2 separate regions of the Mus musculus genome follow, and region 1 is linked to region 2. A link is a contact called in public promoter capture Hi-C data. All regions are on one chromosome and are shown on one strand. The core of a region is the stretch at or near the end of the contact, and the rest is flanking DNA. Distances in the headings are between cores, read along the strand shown. Region 1 holds the start of Tmem70 (transmembrane protein 70). Region 2 overlaps Stau2 (staufen double-stranded RNA binding protein 2).

Region 1 (6,378 bases), core at 90-2,589, 200 kb before region 2:
CTTGAAAAACTGCTTGAAAGCTATATGAAACAGGAGTTTCCCAAGTATGTATAAATGAGCATCTAAAAATGAATTTCACATTGCTCACATTTAAAAATGTAAAAAGTATGCCTAATTTGTGTTGAAATTCAGTTAAGAGTCCAATATCTCGAGACCCTTGGCTATAGCACACACCTTTTATCTGTGAGTTTGAAGCCAGCACCAGCCTGGTCAACAGATCAGCCAGGGCTACACAGGGAAACCCACCCACAAGCAACTAACAACAAATAATTCAATTACCACTTTCAGCATTTCTTAAAAGTTTTTAAAATTCTTATATATTACAATGTAGCTTAATATACATAAAATTCTTGCCGAGCTACACCTTTAATCCCAGCACTCTGGAGGCAGTGGCAGGGGATATCTGAGTTCAAGGCCAGCTTGGTCTACAGAGCAAGTCCCAGGTTAGCCAAGACTACACATGAGAAACCCTGTCTCGAAAACCCACAAAATTCTTACATTTTATAGTATAGTTTAACATACTACGTACTTTGTTCAATAACATCCACACCCCACCTTTCACTCCGTAATCAAAGAAATTCCTAAAAACGGACAAGTAACACAACTTAGGAGGCTAGCTCCACGTGCTGCATCAATTTCTTAGCACTTAGCGCCCTTCTGACCTTTAGCTCTAGAGTAAGAAATAAGTCCCTGCGCAGCAGAGCAAATCTTTAATCCTAGAATGGGAAGTCAATAGGTAGGCGAGTCTCTGATTTCGAGGACAACCGGGTCTATATAGCGAATTCAGGACAGGTGAGTCTACAAAACTGGGACATCCTGTCTCTGAAAAACAACAAAAAGAACCATTTGTGGTGCTTTAATAGCCTTCGAAAGGAGAATCAATCCCTGGATTGACAGCAGCTGCGGACCCCGAGGTCGAGGCCTGCTCCTCCCAGGCCCGCACCGGGAGTGTCCCCTCAGCACTGGAGTTCCCAGACCCCATGCTGCGCCCGCTCCCCACCACCACAGCCTACGAACAGCCGACCTGCGCTCGCCCGGGTGGCCCGCAAGACTCGGCTAGCGCTAGATGCCCGCCGCTCCGGAGCCGCTCTGGCTCGGCTAGCGAGGCCGCACGCCAGAAAGCGATCCCGGAACCTCGGAGCGCGGCGGCCACACACCACGTCGTCCTCGTCCGGCCCGGCCATAGGCCCGCTGCCCACCGGCCGCCCAACCCCAACAGCATGCTGCGAGTTGGAGAAGGTGGCCGTCAGTTTCCAGCTGCGGCCAAGGACACCCAAAAGCGACTCCGCTCGACAGTGGCCCCCACAAGAGCGATGAGGCTCCGCCCCTTAAACGGAACACGCGGCCGGATTGGTGCGCGCGCGTGCGCAGAAAATGCGGCCGGCCTGCAACCTTCTCCACCTGGTGGGTTCCAGGCAGCAAATGACCCAAAACCCCAACTCCCTGCTTAAGATGATGGGCTTCAACCGAATTCCTAGTATTTGGTCGGCTTTTGACCGTGTGCAAGGACAGAGTGTGTAGGCATGTGAAAAAGACAGTGACCAGAAGCCTAGTTAAATACTTCGTTCTCATGAAAGTCACTTTATAGGTCCTAAAACTGGTTTGGGAAAATGATTTAGCTTCGCAGAAGTAATTGTAGCATATCAGCCCAAAAGGAATGTAGTTTAAGGTACTTAATGTTATAATGTTTAAATACTTTGTATGCTATGATATGATATTAACAAAATGAATGAATGATTTAGTCCCAGCACTTGGGAGACAGAGACAGGCGCATTTCTGAGTTCGAGGCCAGCCTGGTCTACAGAGTGAGTTCCAGGACAGCCAGGGCTACACAGAAAAACCCTGTCTCGGGGGAAAAAAAAAAAAAAAAAGATTTAATGATTTAACTTAATTCCACCACTGAGATAGGAGAAAATGGAATTTTTTCACATAATTTTCGATTTTGTTGACAGATTTTTTTTTTTCCCCATTAAAAACGTCGTATCCGAGCTGGGTGTGGTGGCGTACGCCTTTAATCCCAGCACTCGGGAGGCAGAGGCAGGCGGATTTCTGAGTTCGAGGCCAGCCTGGTCTACAGAGTGAGTTCCAGGACAGCCAGGGCTATACAGAGAAACCCTGTCTCGAAAAAAAACAAAAAAACAAAAACAAAAACCAAAGGAACAAACAAACAAAGCCCCCATCATGTCCAAGGTGGGGAGTGTATCTTGCCTAGCACGGACTGACATAGAAGAATCTACAGTGTTGCAAATCCAGAGCCAATTTATCATGGGCCATTTGCAGATCTCTTAGTAGCCTTAATGTATTGTCCTCCTGTGTACCTAACATCTTCACGACCTTCAGCTGGAACACACCGAGTTCAAGCTTTCATTTGGAATGCACAGGGTATTAGTTTTCCGAGTACTGTCAAATAGCACCTGAAGCCTAAAACAGGTTTCCCCACTTTTAAAAAACGTACCTAACCATCCCACTAATGTAGAAACCTGTCTTGACTGATGATTTTCTTTGTTCTGTTACTATAAAAAAGCTTCATGAAACTACTTCCATGTTGAAACATGGAACATGGGGACAGGGGGTGACATAAATCTGTGTTTCCAAGCCATGATCACTCATTTGGTTCTAGAATAAGTTCTCTTTTCTCTCCATTGAGGTGAGAGTTTTTTGAATCAACACTATACCTTTCTCCCAAAGGCAGATGATACTTAGTGCCTATTGCACAGGACTTAGACAGGAGTAGAGGGAGCACTGTAACGGCATAAATTTGGGAACTCATGGTGCAAATGTGTAATAGGACATGCATCTAAAAATACACGAGACTACCTCTAACTGGAATCTCTGTGTTCTAGGTCAGGTCAGACATTCAGGTCATAATGCCTGAAATAAATACCAACCATCTTGATGAAAAATCAGTTTACTTTGTAGCAAAGATGTGTATTCTTATTGATGAAAATGGCAATAAAATTGGAGCTGACACCAAGAAAAACTGTCACCTGAATGAATCCATCAACAAAGGATTATTACATCCACCGAGCATTTAGTGTCTTCTTGTTTAATAATGAAAATAAGCTCCTGTTACAGCAGAGATCAGATGCTAAAATTACCTTTCCAGGTTGTTTCACCAATAGTTGCTGTAGTCATCTATTAAGTGTCCAGGTGAGCTGGATGAAAACAATGCCATTGCTGTGAAGCGAGCAGCACAGAGGTGCTTAAAAGCAGAGTTGGGAATCCTCTTGGAAGAGGTTGATCTAAATGAAATCAGTTACCTAACAAGAATTTACTACAAGGTCCAATCTGATGGTATCTTGGGTGAATGTGAAATTGATTACATTTTGTTGCTGAGGAAGGATGTAACCTTGAATCCAGATCCCAATGAGATTAAAAGCTGTTGCTATGTATCAAAGGAGGAACTCAAAGAAATTATGAAGATTGCAGCCAGTGCTGAAATAAAGTTAATTCCGTGGTTTCAAATTATTGCAGACACTTTTCTCTTTAAATAGTGGGGTATCTTAAACCATTTGAGTCCACTTGTTGACTATGAGAAAAATACATAGAATGTGAATGTGTAAATGATTTGAAAGTTTTGCTTCTTAGTAAGAATGGTTTTGTTTTGCTTTAAATTGGACTCCCCAGTATAATACATAGGTGTTTTACAACCAGAATTTGTTTTGAGAAAAGAAAAAAAAACTGAACTAACTTATTTATAGTTTTGCACTATATATCCCACATATATGCACTGATGTTTGTAAAAGACATTTAAGAGAAGTTATTGTGAAATTATGCCATAAATAAAACTTAATTTAGCCCGTCCAAATACATGGCCATGACAAGATTAAATAAATAAGTAGAACTCCTTATTTTTTACATTTTGACAAACACTTTCAAAACACTTTGCTATTTGCCAAGTGTTTTTTATAGCATTAGATTTTTTACCATGGGTCAGAAAATTGAGCAGAAGACACTGCTTAATTGCTTTGAAACAGCACTAAGAGGTTAAATGGGCAAGGCTGGGGACACAGCTCAGTGGGCAGGGCTGGGGACACAGCTCAGTGGGCAGGGCTGGGGACACAGCTCAGTGATACCATGATTGCCTTGCAGGCATGATGTCATGGGTGGCTGAGTCCCTAACCCTAAAGATATTTGTAACACCAATAATAGCTTTATTCTTAAATTCTGAATAATGGATAAGTTTTTTTCTCATAAAAAATTTTAAACTTAATTTCTTGCTAACTCAGAACAGTTGATCACTGGGGATTTGACTATGTAGCAAGTATTTATTGAGAATTAAAAATAAATTATTTTTAAAAATAAGCTAAAAATACTGGTGATATAATATAATGGAGATAAACTGTTTTACATAATACTACATAGGTTTCCAAAGGTAAACTTGATGAATTTGTCCTCTAAATATCTTCAGATCAACTTCACAGTCAGATGCATCAGGAAAAATTTCTCATCTAGCACAGCAGCTCTATGACCCCTTCTCAGGACAAACAACCCTTTCAGAGGGGTCGCCTAAGACAAACAGAAAGCACAGATACTTACATGACAATTCATAACAGTAGAAAAATTACGTTTATGAAGTAGCAACAAAAATAAATTTATGGTTGGGGCACTGTATTAAATGGTTGCAGCATTGAAAGGTTGAGAACCAACCACTACTGTAGTAGGTAAAAAATGATACAGGTTAGAGGAACCCACTTCTCCTTGGTGTACTTTAGCAGAACTTAAGCATTATTGATATACTGTTAAATAATACAAAATACTGTAATCCTCTCCATGCTTATTTTTCCTCTAAATAAGGTGAGAGGATGGCATAAACTTCATTTTAGGACCAGGCCTAACTTTAAAAGGAAAGGAGGAAAGCCATCCTTTCCCAGAACTGACAATACTCACCCACCCCCGCACCAGCTCCAAGAAGAACAAGGCCACAGAATCCCCCATCTAAAGAGCAGCCTGGGAATACCCACAAGGATGGGGAGGTATTGTATCTCAGGATGGCCCATCTGTTCTGGGCAGCCTTATATGGTTTGGGTATTTCATTGTGTAGTTAAACATTCATGACACAAGAATGCAGTCTACTGACCACAAGCCAATCAGAAAACAACCCATGTAACATCACCCGGCTCTCACCAATGAAGTTTTAGATTACCTAACCCTAGCTAAAATCCCCCTAGTTTCCTACAAAAAGGCCTGCAGAACTTTGTCTGTCTTTACCATCTTTTTGTAAGTGGCTGACCCCTGCATGCAGGCTTCTTTCTTTCAAGAAATAAAAACACTCTTGCCAACTGCATATGTGGGTGGTGGTCTCCGTGCAGCGTTTTAGTACTTAACAGTAAGGTGTTTGTGGGCTCAGTTGATAACTCCTGGCAGATTCCCTAGCGCTGGATGCTTTGGACAAAGGCTTACCAAGAAAAATAGCCATCCAAACACTCTCAGGCTTCTATTAACACATAAAGGCCTTGAAGAAACTGCAACAGCTGTGTGCTGCCAAAGCACAACTCTGGCTCCAGAAGGCACTATTCTAGTCATGATTATTTCAATTTACACCTGGCTCTTTGCCATTTCAAGCCTCAATGAACTCTAGATGACCTTGAAGCCATTTTCACCTAGACCAGAAGTGCAATTCTCCTGGTGGGCCAACAGAAAGTCTAAGATCAGTACTAACACTGTGCTCCGTTTGAATGAGAGACTACCAATTTGATGCACCCATGGTCCTGCATTTGCATGAAAGACAAACTCAAAAGATGGACAGTCCTTTGTTTTCATAAGATTGACATAATTAATGCAGACATCTTTGCCACACACATTTTCTGGCTATAAAAACTGACTATTCAGCTATATTGGGGAGCCTTATGGGAGACATGGTTTAGCAATTTAGAGTACCTGTTCTTACAGAGGACCTGGGTTCAATTCTTAGCATCCACATGGTGGCTCATAATCACTTGTAACTCATAACTCCGATATCAGGGGATCTGATGCTGAAAGCACAACATAAACCCCATTTGTCTCCACTTAAGGACCAGGCCTGATTTCAAAAAAGAACAATAAGACATCAGTCCCAGAAACTAGGTCATTAGATGACAGCTCCAGGGACAGACCATAAAATCCAGAACAAGATCATAAACCCTCCTCCCATAGAGCAGCCTGGGGATAACTACAAAAATGGGGAAATATCTTATCTCAGAATGGGCCATCTGTGCTGGGCAGCCCTATCCCATCCTATAGCTAAATATTCATGACATAGGAATGCAGGCCACTGACCACCTGTGATCTCCTAGCACCCACCAATGAAATTTTAGATTACCTAGTTCCTCTAGAGAGTTCCTGGTTCCCTATAAGAAGGCTTGTGCACCTTTGTCTGGGGGTCAACATTTCAAAGAA
Region 2 (5,742 bases), core at 2,000-4,499:
CATTAATGTTGATCACACTAGCTTTAATCAGTCATTGAGATATTTTCTGGGGCTGCAGAGATGGCTCAGTGATTAAGAACATTTGCTGTTCTTGCAGAGGATCCAGGGTCAGTTGCACCCATATGGTGGCTTACAGACATCTATATCTTCACTTACAGAGGATCTCACGCTGTCTTCTGATGTCTGCAAGCATTTGTAAAACACCCATATAAACAAAATATATTTTAAAAGATAATTTTCTAAGAGATCACTTTGCTACAAAGGTACATTCTAAAATTAATGAATAGTTTTCAATTATTACTATGAAGTAGTAAGTGTTCTGTGTTTATTCTTTGACTTGATCTGAAAACCTAAAGATAAAAAGTAATATTGTGTACTCAGTGGAAGTATGTAAATGGAATGTAGGATGCAGAGAAATGGGAATGAATGTGCAGAACTTTTATGCAACAGTAAAATGGTGACAGTTGAAAAATGGGTAAGATGGTTAGCTTTTAAGTTTAGATAGTTTCATTTTTTATTTTCTTTTAAACTTATTTTTAGAAAGTGTGTGTGTGTATGTGTTAGTGTGCAGGTATGCTGTGTATATGTGTGTCGAGTAGCCACCAGAGGCTCACACTGGTTGTCTTTCTTTATTGCTCTCCACTTCACTTTTTCTCTCACTAAATCTGGAGCTCACTGATGGGATAAGACTGTCTGACCGGCAAGCAGACCTAGCTTTTTATGTGGATACTCTGTACTGACTCATGTTCTTATACTTGCATGGCAAAGCCTTTATGGAGTGAGCCATTGTCCTTACCACCTCACTCTTCCATTTTTACTGTGAGGTAGTGTTTCACTGTCACTCAGGCTGGGCTTGAATGGCAGCCCCTCATGCCTGTGTTTGCTTTCTGAGTACTGGACTTATAGGGGTATATAGTTCTCCTGCAGAAAGACAGAGTATTTAATTACTTGTATATTGCCATGATGGAATACCATGATCAAGATGAGTTTATTTTGGGCTTAAGAATCTAGAGAGAGGGGCTGGAGAGATGGCTTACTGGTTAAGAGCACTGACTGTTCTATAAGAGGTTCTGAGTTCAAGTCCCAGCAACCACATGATGGATCACAACCATCTGTAATGGGATCCAGTGCCCTCTTCTGGTGTGTCTGAAGACAGCTATAAAATAGTCATATAAATAAAATAAATCTTTGAAAAAAGAAAAGATTCCAGACAGAGAACAGTCCGTGATGGTGGGGTAGAGTTAGCAGGCTGCAGGCAGCTGAAGCTGCAGCTGAGAGCTCACATCTCAAACCACAGATAGAAGGTAGAGAGAGCCAATGCTTTAGAAACCTCAGAGCTGTCTCCAGTGATGCATGTCTTCTAACATGACCACTTCTAATCCTTCTCATACAGTTCCACCAGCTGGGACCACATATTCAATATGTGTCCATGGACCCATTTTCTTTCAAACCAGCACAGTAGTTTTAGCAGCAGTAAGTTTAGGTTACCACATCTAAGTGAAGCAGGATGAAAGGATGGGCCCAGTACAGTGTTCTTCCAGGAAGATGAGGAAGATTTGAGAAATGTCCGTGGACTCAGCCTGAATAGACTTGTGTGCTGGGTAAGGGCACAGTGTGAGAACTGAGTAGTGCTCTAACACTGAATGTATGAAGGTGTAAGGGCCATGACTGCTTGACTTCTGTTAGTTTCTCTTATTTGTTGTATCTACAATTTTCCCAGGACTGTTTGAAGAACATTAGCAATGTAATTCTATTTTGGAAAAGAGTTTTGCCTTGGTCTAGTCCATTTAAAATGTATTTAGAGCTGCTGCTATGTCTTTGAATAAGATCAGACAGTTTGGTATAATCTAAGATTCTTTCTTAGGTAGAATATGATTTGTTATTGTTGCAAATGATTTCTAATATACTTCTGGTACAATTTTGGTTCTATGGTGTGTGAGTTTTCTCAGACCACCAGTTTTTGTTCTATGGTGTTTGTGTGTGTGTGTGTGTGTGTGTGTGTGTGTGTTCTCAGACCACCAGGTTTGGTACCTGAAAAATTTTATGTTTTCTCTATCTGGTCTTTCCAAGATGTTTTCGGTGCAGCTGAGTCTTGGCGAGCAGACATGGGAATCCGAAGGGAGCAGTATAAAGAAGGCCCAACAAGCTGTTGCTAACAAAGCTTTGACTGAATCTACGCTTCCCAAACCAGTTCAGAAACCACCTAAAAGTAATGTCAATAATAACCCAGGTATGGCATTGGTTTGTTTCCTTCCTTGTGCTATGTGCTGATGTGTTACTCTTCTTTGTGTGTTGCATTTGTATAATAGGAGAGCACCAAGTTAATAGTACACACACACACACACACACACACACACACACACATACACACACATATACATACACACACATACACACATGTACACACACATACATACACACATACACACACATACACACACACACACACATACACACATACACACATACATATACACACACATACACATACACACACATAAACACACATACACACATACACACACACACACACACACACACACACACTGTAATTAAGATAACAGCAAAGAAGAGAATGATATTTGTTTTTAAAATTCACCTTAGTCGACACTGTAAAAATCTATCCCTTTGAATGTTGTCTAGAACACATGGGGATACAAATGCAGGAAATGCTTTTCTTCTAAAGTAAAGAAATCATTTCTCTTTTTTAAAAGCGTAATAAATATAATACATTTTAATAATTAAGTTCTTTTTTAGTGTAATGCAAAATTATAAAGCCATTTTATTAAATATTTTGCTTGTTGTATAAATATTGAAAACAGCTGATAATTTAGAACATTCATGTGAAGTTTATTAAGAACTCTCCAAATCTGTCCATGAACAAGATTCTTAAATACATGGCAGTACTAATTTTGAGTTCCTAAGAGCAGCTTTGAAAGCTGATTAATTGCATCACTACCAACAACATCACGTGTCCAGTTATCTTTCGGGAAGAGGCAAACCTGTGTTAGGCAGAGTGCACTAATTTATGATGTCAAGTTAATGAAGTTGGTCTGAGTTCGGTTTTAGCCATGTGTCTGTGAACACTCATTCATCTGTTAACATAGCAATACAAACTCTTATCTCAACACCAGTGCTAATGCAGCTTTAGGCCTCTTTCACAAGGAGGTGAGGACCACACCAGCTAAGGTGACTCTGCTCTGTTTGATTAGTCCCTCACTTGTCAGGAGGCTCAGGTCAGCAAGGCACTTCCTCCTTGACTATCCTGTGCTTGGTAAATAGTCTGTTCTTTCAAGGCTCTCTCCCAGACTTCAGGGTTTTCTGTAGTGACCCTTTCGCTATGTTTAACTTGTTTTGGCATTCACTGAGGAAGCTTGTGTAATCCACATGTTACTACAGTAGCTAAGAAGCCTAACCTGTTCAGTTTGAAGTGGGTAAAGATGACCTACTTTGGTGATTTGTAAAAACTTGTTATTGTGTATAATGTACCAGTATGTATTAATCACTGCTGTTACAAATGTAAGAGGCATTCAGCCTTTCTCTGTGAAGATCATACATTATTATACACAAATACATAATTTAATGATCGACAGTGCCAAGTGAACAATAGCAGCTGTTAATCTTTTTTTAATTAGATTCTTTATTTACATTTCAAATGTTATCCCCTTTCCTAATTTCCCCTCTGAAAATCCCCTATCCTCTCCTCACTTCTCCTGCTCCCCAACCCACCCACTCCTGCTTCCTGGACCTGGCATTTCCCTACACTGGGGAATAGAACCTTCACAGGACCAAGGGCCTCTCCTCCCATTGATAACTGACTAGGCCATCCTCTGCTACATATGCAGCTAGAGTTCCTCCATGTGTTTTCTTTGATTGGTGGTTTAGTCCCAAGGAGCTTTAGGGGCACTGGTTAGTGCATGTTGTTGTTCCTCCTAGGGGCCTGCAGACCCCTTCAGCTCCTTGGGTGCTTTCTCTAGCTCCTTCATTGGGGACCCTGTATTCCGACTAATGGATGACTGTGAGCATCCACTTCTTTGTTAGTCAGGCACTGGCAGAACCTCTCAGGAGACAGCTATATCAGGCTCCTGTCAGCAAGCTCTTGTTGGCATCCACAATAGTGTCTGGGTTTGGTGGTTGTTTATGGGATGGATCCCCAGGTGGGGCAGTTTCTGGATGGTCATTCCTTCAGTCTCTGCTCCACAGCTGTTAATCTTAAAAGTAATGATCAAATGGACTGAGGTAAGATGCAGACCTTGTATGGAGACTAGCCAGGTATAGGGAAAAGGAAAGAACATTGTAGACTGAAGGAATCCTATGATGATGACGGGTCCAGGAGTAAGAATCGGTCAGTGGGTTTGGTGAGAAGAGTTTGTGTGTGGTGATGAGTTTAGTTATTGTAGAAGATAAGAAAGCAAGGTGATCAGCTAGGCAGCCAGTGCCATACTTTTGAATAAAAAGTTTAAAAGCCTCCTGAGTATTGAATATTGCATGTGCTATCCTCCAAGGGTGTAGGGTGTAGGCCTTGGTGTAGAAGAGAAGGAGCTCTCTAAGGCTTCTAATGTAAAACAGGATGACTTGTGAGCTCAGCTCTGCCCTATGAATTACTGCAAGGACTACCTCAGGAAGACTCCAAGAAAGATAACAAAAGTCTCAAAGCCCAGTGGAGGTGCATTTCCACTGTGGGGGTTAGACTAAGTTGGAAATGGAAAAGAATATTTGGGACAAGCTTTTAAGTACATGCAGGCAAGTGCACACATTACTGTTGCCAAGCTGAATAGGCTCTTCTAAGAAACACTACTGTAGGGTCTGCCATTGCCTTAGGAGTTTTCCTTCTTTCTCTTCCAGTGGGTAAGCTGAAGGAAACAGTTCTGAGTCCGGCTCATGAAGTTATGATTGTTGGAATCACACATTACTCTGCTGATAACTTCTTTTTACATTGGTGTTTGTGAGATTCATCTGCATTGTTTTTAAAGTGATACTGCATTGTGTTTACAATGATAATGGCTGTATAGCATTCCATTGCATGAATAGACAGTAATTTGGTAGTATTGAATTGTTTGCAGATTGGACACTTGGAAATAATACTGCTGTAAACATTCTTGTATATACACCTTTCTGTTGGGAGTGAACCTAGGATCATCAGTACTGCTGGGTAATAGGTTTCCATGTACTAAGAATTAACACACACGGCCAAGCTGCCACTGGTGCACCCTAGTAGCAGTTAGGAGGGCTCTCTGTGGTCTTGTTTATCATTTGACTTTTTTAGCTTTTCATGACAGCGGTGTTAATACTTCATTGTGGTTTTCATTTGCATTTCCCTATGGATGATGAAGCTGCTGGTGAAGTGTGCTCGCTCGTCCATGGTGTCATTTGTCCACTGGTGTTAGAATGGTCTCTTTAAAAAGGGATGGTTGGGAGTTACATTGTTTAAAAAAATATGTTTTCTTTTTAATGACGGGGATTTTGTACATATTCTAGATTCACATAGTTTGTGAGATATGTATATTCCAGGATATTTTTCTGAAATATTACAGAATATCTTTCAAAAATTTTTTGTTTGTTGTTTATTGAGACTAAGACTGTGTATTTCTAGCTGTCTTGTAATTTGCCAAGTGCTACAGGCTGGCTTCAAACTCAGAGAGATCTGCCTGCCTCTACCTTTAATGCTGGTACTAAAGGTGTGTGCTACCATCCCTGACTTCTTTTGAAAAAAAAAATTATTTCTTTTTTTTATTAGATATT

Evidence for each region. Promoter capture Hi-C pulls out the DNA fragments that hold promoters and counts their contacts.
Region 1: a promoter capture Hi-C map of the C10 cell line shows a contact between it and region 2. The contact joins the promoter of Tmem70 here to the enhancer-like site in region 2. A contact is called at or near these places in 5 of 39 promoter capture datasets (the C10 cell line, the HPC-7 cell line, liver and 1 more) and 1 of 9 other capture datasets (pancreatic islet).

What each region holds. Positions count from the first base shown.
Region 1 is chr1:16,660,152-16,666,529 of GRCm38.p6, reverse strand. Tmem70 (transmembrane protein 70) reads right to left here and starts at 1,339. Exons shown (of 3, transcript NM_027415.2): 1 at 1,025-1,339. The coding sequence starts at 1,222. D030040B21Rik (RIKEN cDNA D030040B21 gene) reads right to left here. Exons shown (of 4, transcript NR_037998.1): 2 at 6,302-6,378; 3 at 5,881-5,975; 4 at 4,252-4,509. It also overlaps the pseudogene Gm7654.
Region 2 is chr1:16,459,523-16,465,264 of GRCm38.p6, reverse strand. It overlaps Stau2 (staufen double-stranded RNA binding protein 2), which reads left to right. Exons shown (of 14, transcript NM_025303.3): 4 at 2,071-2,230. Among named protein-coding and RNA genes, the nearest start is that of Stau2, 57 kb to the left of the region's middle. Within about 2 kb of position 3,249, at least 2 of the 459 cell types and tissues checked have an H3K27ac peak or open chromatin away from gene starts, as enhancers often do.